2 separate regions of the Sus scrofa genome follow, and region 1 is linked to region 2. The links are chromatin contacts, called in public Hi-C maps. All regions are on one chromosome and are shown on one strand. The core of a region is the stretch at or near the end of the contact, and the rest is flanking DNA. Distances in the headings are between cores, read along the strand shown. Region 1 has its middle 22 kb from the start of SLC9A1. Region 2 overlaps LOC106507624 (a long non-coding RNA gene).

Region 1 (5,276 bases), core at 337-2,836, 110 kb before region 2:
AGATCTGGTGTGGCCATGAGCTGTGGTCTAGGTAACAGATGAGGCTCAGATCCTACGTTGCTGTGACTGTGGCCTAGGCTAGTAGCTACAGCTCCGATTTGACGCCTAGCCTCCATAAGCCTCGAGAAAGGAGAGAAAAAAAAAAAAAAAAAGACAGATGATCACAAGTAAGGGGGTGTGAGCTATAGAGGCTGCCATTTGCATGGGGTGATCAAAGAAAGTTTCTCTCATTTTTAGACATAGACTTGAATGCAGAGAGAGAAGGACATGGAGGGAGACCCTTCTGGGCAGAAAGAAGGGCAAGGCCTTGAGGTGAGAGGTCCTCTACACACTGTGGCCACTCCAGAAATCATAGGTATGAGGTCAGAAGTGGCAGCTAGGAGTTCCCATTGTGGCTCAGAGGATTAAGAACGCGACGTAAGTGTCCCTGAGGATGCGGGTTGGATCCCCGGCAGTGTTTGATCCCTGGCCTCCTTCAGTGGGTTCAGGGTTTGGCGTTGCCGCAGTCACATATTCAGGTCAGATCCTGTGTAGCTGTGGCTGTGGCACAGGCCAGCAATTCCAGCTCCAATCTGACCCCTAGCCTGGGAACTTCCGTATATGCAGGTGTGGCCATAAAAAGAAAGAAAAAAAAGAAAGAAAAAGAAAAGGGGGGCTAGACACCCTGAAAGCAATTTGGATTTTACTCTAAAACCATTCCCTCTTCCCTGTAAGGTAAAATTCCCCAAGATCATTTCCAAGCCCAAGACTCGAAGTGGTTTTGCTCTCTCCCAGCCATGCCACCTATCAGCTGCATAACCTTGGACGTGCCACTTACCTTCTCTGAGCCTCGGCCTTCTCATAGAGTTGCTGTGAGGACCAAATGAAATTATTCGGAGTGCCTAGAACAGATTAGCCTTTTGTTTTCTTTTTTCCATGGAGGAATAAAAGATATGGATGGAGAAAATTGGCTTAATTGAAGTTTGAAATCTGATAAATTCTAGCATTGAACTCTCATTGCTACAATAAAGGACAGGAAAAATGTACAGTCATCCCTCGGTATCTGCAGAGGATTAGTTCCAGGACCTCCTGCCAATACTAAAATCCACAGCTGCTTACGTCCCTTATACCTATAAAATGCATAGTATTTGCATATAACCTATCCATACCCTCTTGTACACTTTAAATCATCTCTAGGTTACTTATGATACCTAATATAATGTAAAAACCATGTAAATACTTCAAAATACAATGCAAATCACTGCGAGTGCTCAACAAATTTAAATTTGCTTTTTAGAACTTTCTGGAATTTTCTTGTTGTGAATATTTTTTTGATTTGCAATTGGTTGAATCTGCAGATTCGGAGGGCAGACTGTGCACTGATACTGTTTCTCTCCCGTTTTCTTCCCCCCAGCTTCTGACCTGGACATCCTTGTGTTTCCAAGCAGGCTTTCAATGAAAGACTGATACTGGACAATTTTCCTGGTGGCACAAGGTTCTGTCTTAAAGTTCCTTCTTCTACTGCTGGCGAGCTCCCTCCCCCACAGATGAACTGGTTTCATTTCACTTTGGGAGGAGAGAGGAAAGAGAAGAGAGAGCAGAGAGGGCGTGGTGGAAATGACTCCACCTAGAACTTGTGGGATTTTTACCTTAGGCTCCACCCTGCTCCTCCTCCTCAGGGGTCTCACGCTGGGTGGGTTGAAAGGTGACTCTAGCCCTTACCAGGTGTGGCGGCTGCTGAGCCTCTCAAGACCACTGAACCAGGATAGGGTGGAGGTGGAGGGTGGGCTGGGGTGATGAGCAGCTAGTGGCTTAGATTCCTGCCAGAGCTTGGGCCCTGCAGGCAAAGAATAAAGAGCACGTGGAAGGAAGAGGATCTCCGGTAGGGGAGGGTAGAAAGGGGCCTGGGGAAGCTGAGGTGTGTGACCTTGGCTGAGTCACTGTGTAATCAGCCACACCCTTGCTCGGTACCCTTCATTGGTTCCCCACTGCCATGGGATAAAGTCCCAAAGGCTTAACACTGATCCAACCTATAGTATCAGCTGGGCCTGCTACTCCCCTACCCTTTACCCACGCTCCCTGCAATGCAGCCTTATCAGAGGTCTCTGCTTTTTTTTTTTTTTTTTTTTTTTTTTGATGCCTTTCTCTAGCAAACAATAGGATCCAGGGCCAGGAATTTTTTTTTTTATTTTTTTCATATTTTGTTTATTTATTTATCTTTTTAGGGCCACACCTACGGCATATGGAAGTTCTCAGGCTAGGGGTACAATCTGAGCTGTAGCTGCTGGCCTACACCACAGCCACTCAGGATCCGAGGCTAGTCTGTGACCTACACCACAGCTCATGGCAATGCTACATCCTTAACCCACTGAGAGAGGCCAGGGATGGAACCTGCGTCCTCATGGATGCTATCAGATTCGTTTCCGCCAAGCCACGACGGGAACTCCCTGTGATAAGTTTTTTAATTAAACTTTTTCTTTGGAATAATTTTAGATTTACAGAAAATGTGCAGATAGTCAAAAGTGTTCCCCTATATACCCCTCATCCACTTTCTCCTAATAGTAGCATATTACCAAGGTGCATTTGTCAAAATTAAGGAGTGCCCGTTGTGGCTCAGTGGAGACAAATCTGACTAACATCTATGAGGACATAGATTCAATCCCTGGCCTCGCTCAGTGGGTTAAGGATACAGCATTGCTGTGAGCTGTGGTGTAGGTTGCAGATGAGGCTCAGATCTGGCATTGCTGTGGCTGTGGCATAGGTAGGCAGCTGTAGCTGCAATTCAACCCCTAACCTGGGAACATCCATGTGCTTCAGTTGCAACCCTTAAAAAAAAAAAACGCCTCAACATCGGTATACATACATATTATCATTAGTTAAATACCAGACTTTATTTATTTATTTATTTATTATTATTTTATGGCTGCACTCACAGCGTATGGAAGCTCCTGGACCAGCGATTAAATACAGGTCACAGCTGCCACCTAAGCAGCTGTGGCAGCAATGCTGAATCCTTTTACCCACTGCACCAGATGGGGGTCAAACCTGTGACTCCACAGTGATCTGAGCCACTGCAATAGGATTCCTAACCCACTGCGCCAGAGCAGGAGCTCCAATTCAACTTTAATTAGATTTCACTAATGTTCTTTTTCTGTTCAGGGACCCCATCCAGGATACCACATTGCATTTAGTCCTCATGTTTCCTCAGTCTCCTCTGGTCTGTGACAACTTCTCAGTCTTCCCTTGTTCCTATGACCTTGAAGAATATTGGTTAGGTATTTTGCAAAATGTCCTTCAATTTGGATTTCCTTGAGGTTTTCCTCAGGACTAGACTGAGGTTATGGGTTTAGGGGAAGAATAGCACAGAGATGAAGTGCCCTCCTCATCACATCCCATTAGAGGTCACATGCTGCCCACATGACTTACTGGTGATACTCTAACCCCCATCACTTGGTGATATTTGCCAGAGTCTCCACTGTAAACCCACTCTACCCATCCCCGCTCCCCAACTACCCCCCGCTTCCACCTGTCTTTTCTTTTTTTGTCTTTTTAGGGCGTCACTCATGGCATATGTAAGTTCCCAGGCTAGGGGTCAAATCTGAGCTGTAGCTATTGGCCTTTACCACAGCTCACAGCAAGGCCAGATCCATAACCCACGGAGCAAGGCCAGGGATTGAACCCACATCTTCATGGATATTAGTTGGGTTCTTTACGGCTGAACCACAACAGGACCTCCTCCACCTTTTTCTTTTATCTTTTTTCTTTTTCTTTCTTTTTGCCTCATTCTTGGCATGCAGAAGTTTCAGAGCCACGGGTAAAACCCATGCAACAGCAATGACAACACCAGATCCTTAACCCACTGATATACCAGGGAACTCCTCCACATTCCATTCTTTAGCAAGTCACTAAATTCAGCTCACACTCAAGGGATGGGGAATGGGATTAATTTCCAACTCCCGAACAGCAGAAGCATCTACATAAATTATTTAGAATTCTTTTTTTTTTTTTTTGCCATTTCTAGGCCCGCTCCCCCGGCATATGGAGGTTCCCGGGCTAGGGGTCGAATCGGAGCTGTAGCCGCTGGCCTACAGCTAGCCACAGCAATGTGGGATCTGAGCCTCATCTGCAACTTACACCACAGCTCATGGCAACGCTGGATCCTTAACCCACTGAGTAAGGTCAGGGATCGAACCTGCAAGGTCAGGGATCGAGCTGTTCCTAGTCAGATTCGTTAATCACTGAGCCACGATGGGAACTCCTAGAATTCTTTTTTAAAGAAGATCTATCTCTTCTCCTCCATTTATTTATTCAATCATTTATTTTTATCAGCAAGGGCTCAGGTAATGTTTATTTTATACTTTGGCTTATAATCCAATGCTATGTTATTTCTTTTCTTACTCAAATTGTCTCAGCTTTGGCTATTGGGTGCTCTCTCAGGTTGACTCTGGAGTCTTTACTATGCCCTATCCATTTTTTTTCTTTTTGCCTGTTTGTCTTTTTAGGGCCACACGCGGTATATGGAGGTTCCCAGGCCAGGGGTCTAATCTGAGCTGTTGCTGCCAGCCTACACCACAGCCACAGCAATGCCAGATCTGAGCCATGTCTGCAACCTACACCATAACTCACAGCAACACCAGATCCTTAACCCACTGAGCAAGGCCAGGGATCGAACCCGCAACCTCATAGTTCCTACTTGGATTTGTTTCTGCTGTGCCACAACAGGAACTCCTGTTTTTCTTTTTATCTTTGTCAGGCCCCACCCAAGGCATATGGAACCCCAGGCTAGGGGTAGAACTGAAGCTGCAGCTGCCAGTTGACATCACAGCCACAGCAATGCCAGATCTGAGCCGAGTCTGCAACCTACACCACAGGTCTCCGCAAAGCCAGATCCTTAACCCCCTGAGAAAGGACAGGAATCGAACATGAATCTTCATGGATACTTGTCAGTTTCATTACCACTGAGCCACGATGGGAACTCCTCTTTTTGTTTTTTGAACACATTCTTACTTTCTGGCACTGTGCAAGATGCCCTGACCTCATCTTGTCTTTTCTCTAACCCAGCCCTAAAATCATCTACTTCTCCAAAGATCCCTGGTTCCTTCTAGTGGAGAATGGTTTTTAGAAGCCAAAATCTGGATCCTGGATCATTGTCCATCCCCCTGCTTTATTTTTAAATTAAAGCATAGTTGATTTACAATGCTGTGTGCATCATTGCTCATTGTTACTGGCGAGTAGACTTATGTATTTAAATTGTGAAATATATGATATACAGAAGAGTACATCAAACATATAAGTAC
Region 2 (4,643 bases), core at 717-3,216:
CTTCTTTTCTTGACATATGGAGTTCCTGGGCCAGGGATCAGATCCGAGCTGTAGCTACAACCTACTCCATAGCTGCAGCAGTAGGATCCTTTAACCTACTGTGCCGGGCCGGGGATCAGGCCTACATTCTGATGTTGTAGAAATGCAGCCAATCTTGTTGCGCCACAGCAGCAGTTTCTAGAATAAATTCTTAGTCCTCTAGGAATCTACAAAGTCTCTCAGACCTTCCTTTCCTTCGTGCCCCTAACCTGTTCAGGTGACACCAGCAACTGCATCCTCTGGGTCCCCACTGTGCCCAACACTTACTTCAGGACAAAGTGCCCTGTGTGCTTCTCTGCCAGCCTCCCCCTCCAGATTGTCTGCTCCCCAGGGCAGGAACCAGGTCTGATTCTCACTGGATGTGCAGATCGTGGCAGATGCTGTTGGAGGAATTTATGAACACTCTTTTTTTTTTTTTTTTTTTTTTTTTTTGGCCTTCGTCTTTTTAGGGCCATACCCACGGTATATGGAAGTTCCCAGGCTAGGGGTCTAATTGGAGCTACAGCCTCTGGCCTACACCACCGCCACAGCAACACAGGACCCCGAGCTGCGTCTGTGGCATACACCGCAGCTCACAGCAACACTAGATCCTTAACCCACCGTGCAAGGCCAGCGATCAAACCTGCATCCTCATGGATATTAGTCGGGTTTGTTAACCACTGAGCCACAACAGAAACTCCAATTTATGAATATTCTTTTTTTTTTTTCTTTTGTCTTTTCTAGGGCTGCACCTGCGGCATATGGAGGTTCCCAGGCTAGGGGTCTAATTGAAGCTGTAGCCACCGGCCTACGCCATAGCCACAGCCACACCACATCCCAGCCACATCTTCTACCTACACCGCACTTCACAGCAACGTCAGATCCTTAACCCACTGATCCAGGCCAGGGATCGAACCCACAACCTTAGGGTTCCTAGTCGGATTTGTTAGTCACTGAGCCAGGATGAGAACTCCTACATTAGCTATTTTTAACGGCGCCACGACAGGAACTCCTCCAATTTATGAATGTTCTTAATGTGGACCACACTCCACTGCTGGTGAGGGAGCTTTGGATCCTGGGAGGGCAATTCATGCACGTTACCTAACACTTCTCGGCCTCAGTTTCCACATCTGTACAATGAGGATAATATTTCCTATGTGCTGAAAACACAGATGGGAAGGAAATCTTAAGTAACTCCTGCATGTTTTCCCTTTGCCTCTTCTAGTTTCTATTCTCACCCCACCTTCGGAATACGACGAACAGGAACAGGGTCATTTCCTCTGGCTCCCCACCCTGCAAGCCCACAGGAAGTGTTCAGTTAAGTGTCTTCCTTCTACCCCCACATCCTGGCCTGGTTCCTGAATGAAGCAGGGCAGGGAAAATGGTCTCGGGGCCAGGGCACCCATCATGGGTCGTCAAGGAGTGGAGCCTATTTAGCAGAAGCCTTGGGCTTCAATTCTGGGGAGCTGAGAGAAAAGGGGGTGGGGGACCGTGGACCTGAACACCGAAAAGGAAACCCCAAGAGAAAAACTTAAAGGGGGTAGTTTCTGTCGTGGTGCAGCAGAAACGACTCTGACTAGTATCCATGAGGATGTGGGATCCCTGGCCTCGCACAGATACGGCATTGCCGTGTGCTGTGGTGTAAGTCACAGATGCGGCTCAGATCCCTTGTTGCTATGGCCGCGGCGGTGGCCAGCAGCTATAACTCCGATTTGATCCCTAGCCTCGAAACTTCCATTTGCCACGGGGGAGGCCCTCCAAAAAAGCAAAAAAGGAAAGAAAGAAAAAAGAAAAAGGGAGAGAGGCTGAAAGAGGCTCCATGTTCAGATCCCAGCCCCGATGCATCCCAAGCCATAGGAGCCCACCTGTTTTTCTGGTCCCTACTTCCCTGAACAGCTTCTTCCGGGGTTGGAGGGAGGGGCGGGGTGTGGGCGGAATGACTTCCAAATAACTGGGATTCGGGCACCACCTCGTGGCCATTCATGAAACTGCCCACTCAGGCTGAGGGGAGCCCAGAGGTCTAAGAGTAGAGGGAGCCAAGCCAGCCCTCCTCCAAATGTCCAGGCCTCCTTTGCATTTATTGAGCACTAACTGTATTCCAGACTCTGTGCTCAGCATTCTCAGGTCTTTACCACATTTAATTCTTGAAACAGTCTTAAAAGGCAGGTAATACGTAATACCATTTTACAAATCAGTCACAGGAGTTCCTGTTGCGGCCCAGCGTGTTAAGAATCCGACTAGTGGAGTTCCCGTCGTGGCTCAGTGGTTAAAGAATCCGACTAGGAACCATGTGGTTGTGGGTTCGATCCCTGGCCTTGCTCAGTGGGTTAAGGATCCGGCGTTGCCATGAGCTGTGGTGTAGGTTGCAGACGCGGCTCCAATCTAGCATTGCTGTGGCTCTGGCGTTAGGCCAGTGGCTACAGCTCCGATTGGACTCCTAGCCTGGGAACCTCCATATGCTGTGGGAGCAGCCCTAGAAAAGGCAAAAAGACAAAAAAAAAAAAAAAAAAAAAAAAAGAATCCGACTAGTATATATGAGGATGCAGGTTCGATCCCTGGCCTCACTCAGTGGGTTAAGGATCCAGCGTTGGCTTAAAAAGAAAAAAAAAATGCAGAAAGAAACTGAGGCAGAAGCTGAGGCAGAGAGAGGTGAAGGAGTTTTCCTGAGGCTGTGCAGCTACTAAGTGGACCAGAAGAGCTTCTCTCTGTACAGGAGAGCAGCAAAGCAGTCGGTCCTGCCTCTTAGCAGCTGGTTGGCCTTAGGGCCTTTCAGCTTTTTTTTTTTTTTTTTTAGGACCATATCCATGGTATAAAAACAGCCCTTAGCAGCTTCCTACTGATGGGAATAACATGCCAATTCTTTTTTTTGCTTTTTAGAGCTGCACCCATGGCATATGGAAGTCCTCAGGCTAGGGGTCAAATCGGAGCTGTAACTGCCGCCCTACACCGCAGCCGCAGTAATGCCAGATCTGCCAGATCTGCGACATACACCACAGCTCATGACAACGCTGGATCCTTAACCCACTGAGCAAAGCCAGGGATCGAACCCGCATCCTCCTGGATACTAGTCAGGTTTACTACCACTGAGCCACAACAGGAACTCCAGCCTTTTAGCTTTAATTCAAATATTTTTGGTTCAACTATACATCAATAAAATTAAATATATGAATGAATGAATGAGAGTTTCTGCTGTGGCACCCTGGGTTAATGATCTGGCTCTTCTCTGTGGCATTGCTGGTTGGATCCCCAGCCTGGAGCAGCAGGTTAAGGATCTCTCATTGTGGCAGCTACAGCGTATGTTGCAGTAGCGGCTTGGATTTAATCCCAGGCCCAGGAACTTCCATATGCCACAGGGGCGGGGGGAAGAATGAGTAAATAAATTTCCTTTTTTTTTTTTTTTTGGCCGCCCCACGGTATATGGAATTCCTGGACCAGAGATTGGATCCAAGCCACAGCTGCAGCAAGGCAGGGTCCTTTAACCTACTGTGCCGGCCAGGGATTGAACCTATGCCTCTGCGGTTCCCAAACCACTGAGGTTGGATTCTTAACCCACTGCGCTACAGCAGGAACTCCTAATCTAAAAACAAACAAAAAATTGGGGGGGGGTCCTGCTGTGGCGCAATGGGATTGGCAGTGTCACGGGACTGCTGGGATGAAGGTTTGATCCTCAGCCCAGCACAGTAGGTCAAGGGTCAGCACCGCCACAGCTGCAGCTTAGGTCAAGATTGTGGCTCGGATCTGATCCCTAGCCTGGGAACCCCATTTGCCAAGGTGCAGCCAAAAAAAAACAAAAAAAAACCAAAAACACATTTTTTAATATGTTTTTGGTGCTGTCTCTGTGCCAGACTCTACACTGGGCACTGGGATGTCCTGTAATTCTCCATCTCAGTCCCTGTTAATCCCCTTCACAACACAGACGCTTCCTTTCCAGAGCTAAAAATTGATCTCAGAACACAGAATAGGTGCTCAGTAAACCTCTGCGAATGAACTCATAGATCAATGAATGAATACAAGATTTTTAAAAAACTGAAAACGTGTCCCTGTCCTTAAGGCGCTGACAGCCTGTTGAGGGAGGCAGATTGGCAAAGGGCAGACGTGGTTCCTGCCCCTCCACCACCACCCACCTTCCCTCGGTGTTTTGCCAGAGGGACTCACAGGAGCTTTGGGAGCCCAGAGGAGGCACCTAACCTCCCCAGCCCTGAGAAGGATGACCAGCAGCGCTGAGACCGATGCGGGAGGAAAGAGGTGGGCACTCCAGGCAGAGGCCACCTCTCCAGCAAGTGCCTGCTTAGTGGTGTGCACTGTAAATTCTAAGCCTCAAGGAGGAGGACAAAGGGAGGAAGAGGGGTCTGCAGGGGATTTGTCAGAGATGTGCCACTAAAACAAATCCCTCCTTTGACTGTGCCTCAGTTTCCTCATCCACAAAATAGGACAAGGGTGAAATGACACACGGGGCCTGGCACACCTTTAGGTCTCTGTAATGGGTTACTCACCACCCCAGATGCACTTCGAGGGTATGGCTACCAGGGGCAGTTGCTGGGCCCCAGAGACCACTGGGGAGTGGTCTGAGACTCAGAGCTGGAGGGGCTCACAGGCCCCATCGGGTTTTAAGTTAGCACCTCTCA

The links. A called contact is a pair of places that touch in the nucleus more often than the background predicts.
Region 1: a Hi-C map of alveolar macrophages shows a contact between it and region 2, with 2.6 times the contacts expected there. The contact joins two enhancer-like sites. A contact is called at or near these places in 5 of 47 Hi-C or Micro-C datasets (alveolar macrophages, embryonic fibroblasts, psoas muscle and 2 more) and 1 of 2 datasets of contacts at active chromatin or transcription factors (alveolar macrophages).

What each region holds. Positions count from the first base shown.
Region 1 is chr6:84,445,606-84,450,881 of Sscrofa11.1, reverse strand. No RefSeq gene overlaps it. Among named protein-coding and RNA genes, the nearest start is that of SLC9A1, 22 kb to the right of the region's middle. Within about 2 kb of position 1,586, at least 16 of the 83 cell types and tissues checked have an H3K27ac peak or open chromatin away from gene starts, as enhancers often do. A contact at or near this core is called in alveolar macrophages, where this site is marked.
Region 2 is chr6:84,333,729-84,338,371 of Sscrofa11.1, reverse strand. The region is part of intron 1 of LOC106507624 (a long non-coding RNA gene); the gene reads left to right. Among named protein-coding and RNA genes, the nearest start is that of FAM46B, 25 kb to the right of the region's middle. Within about 2 kb of position 1,966, at least 27 of the 83 cell types and tissues checked have an H3K27ac peak or open chromatin away from gene starts, as enhancers often do. A contact at or near this core is called in alveolar macrophages, where this site is marked.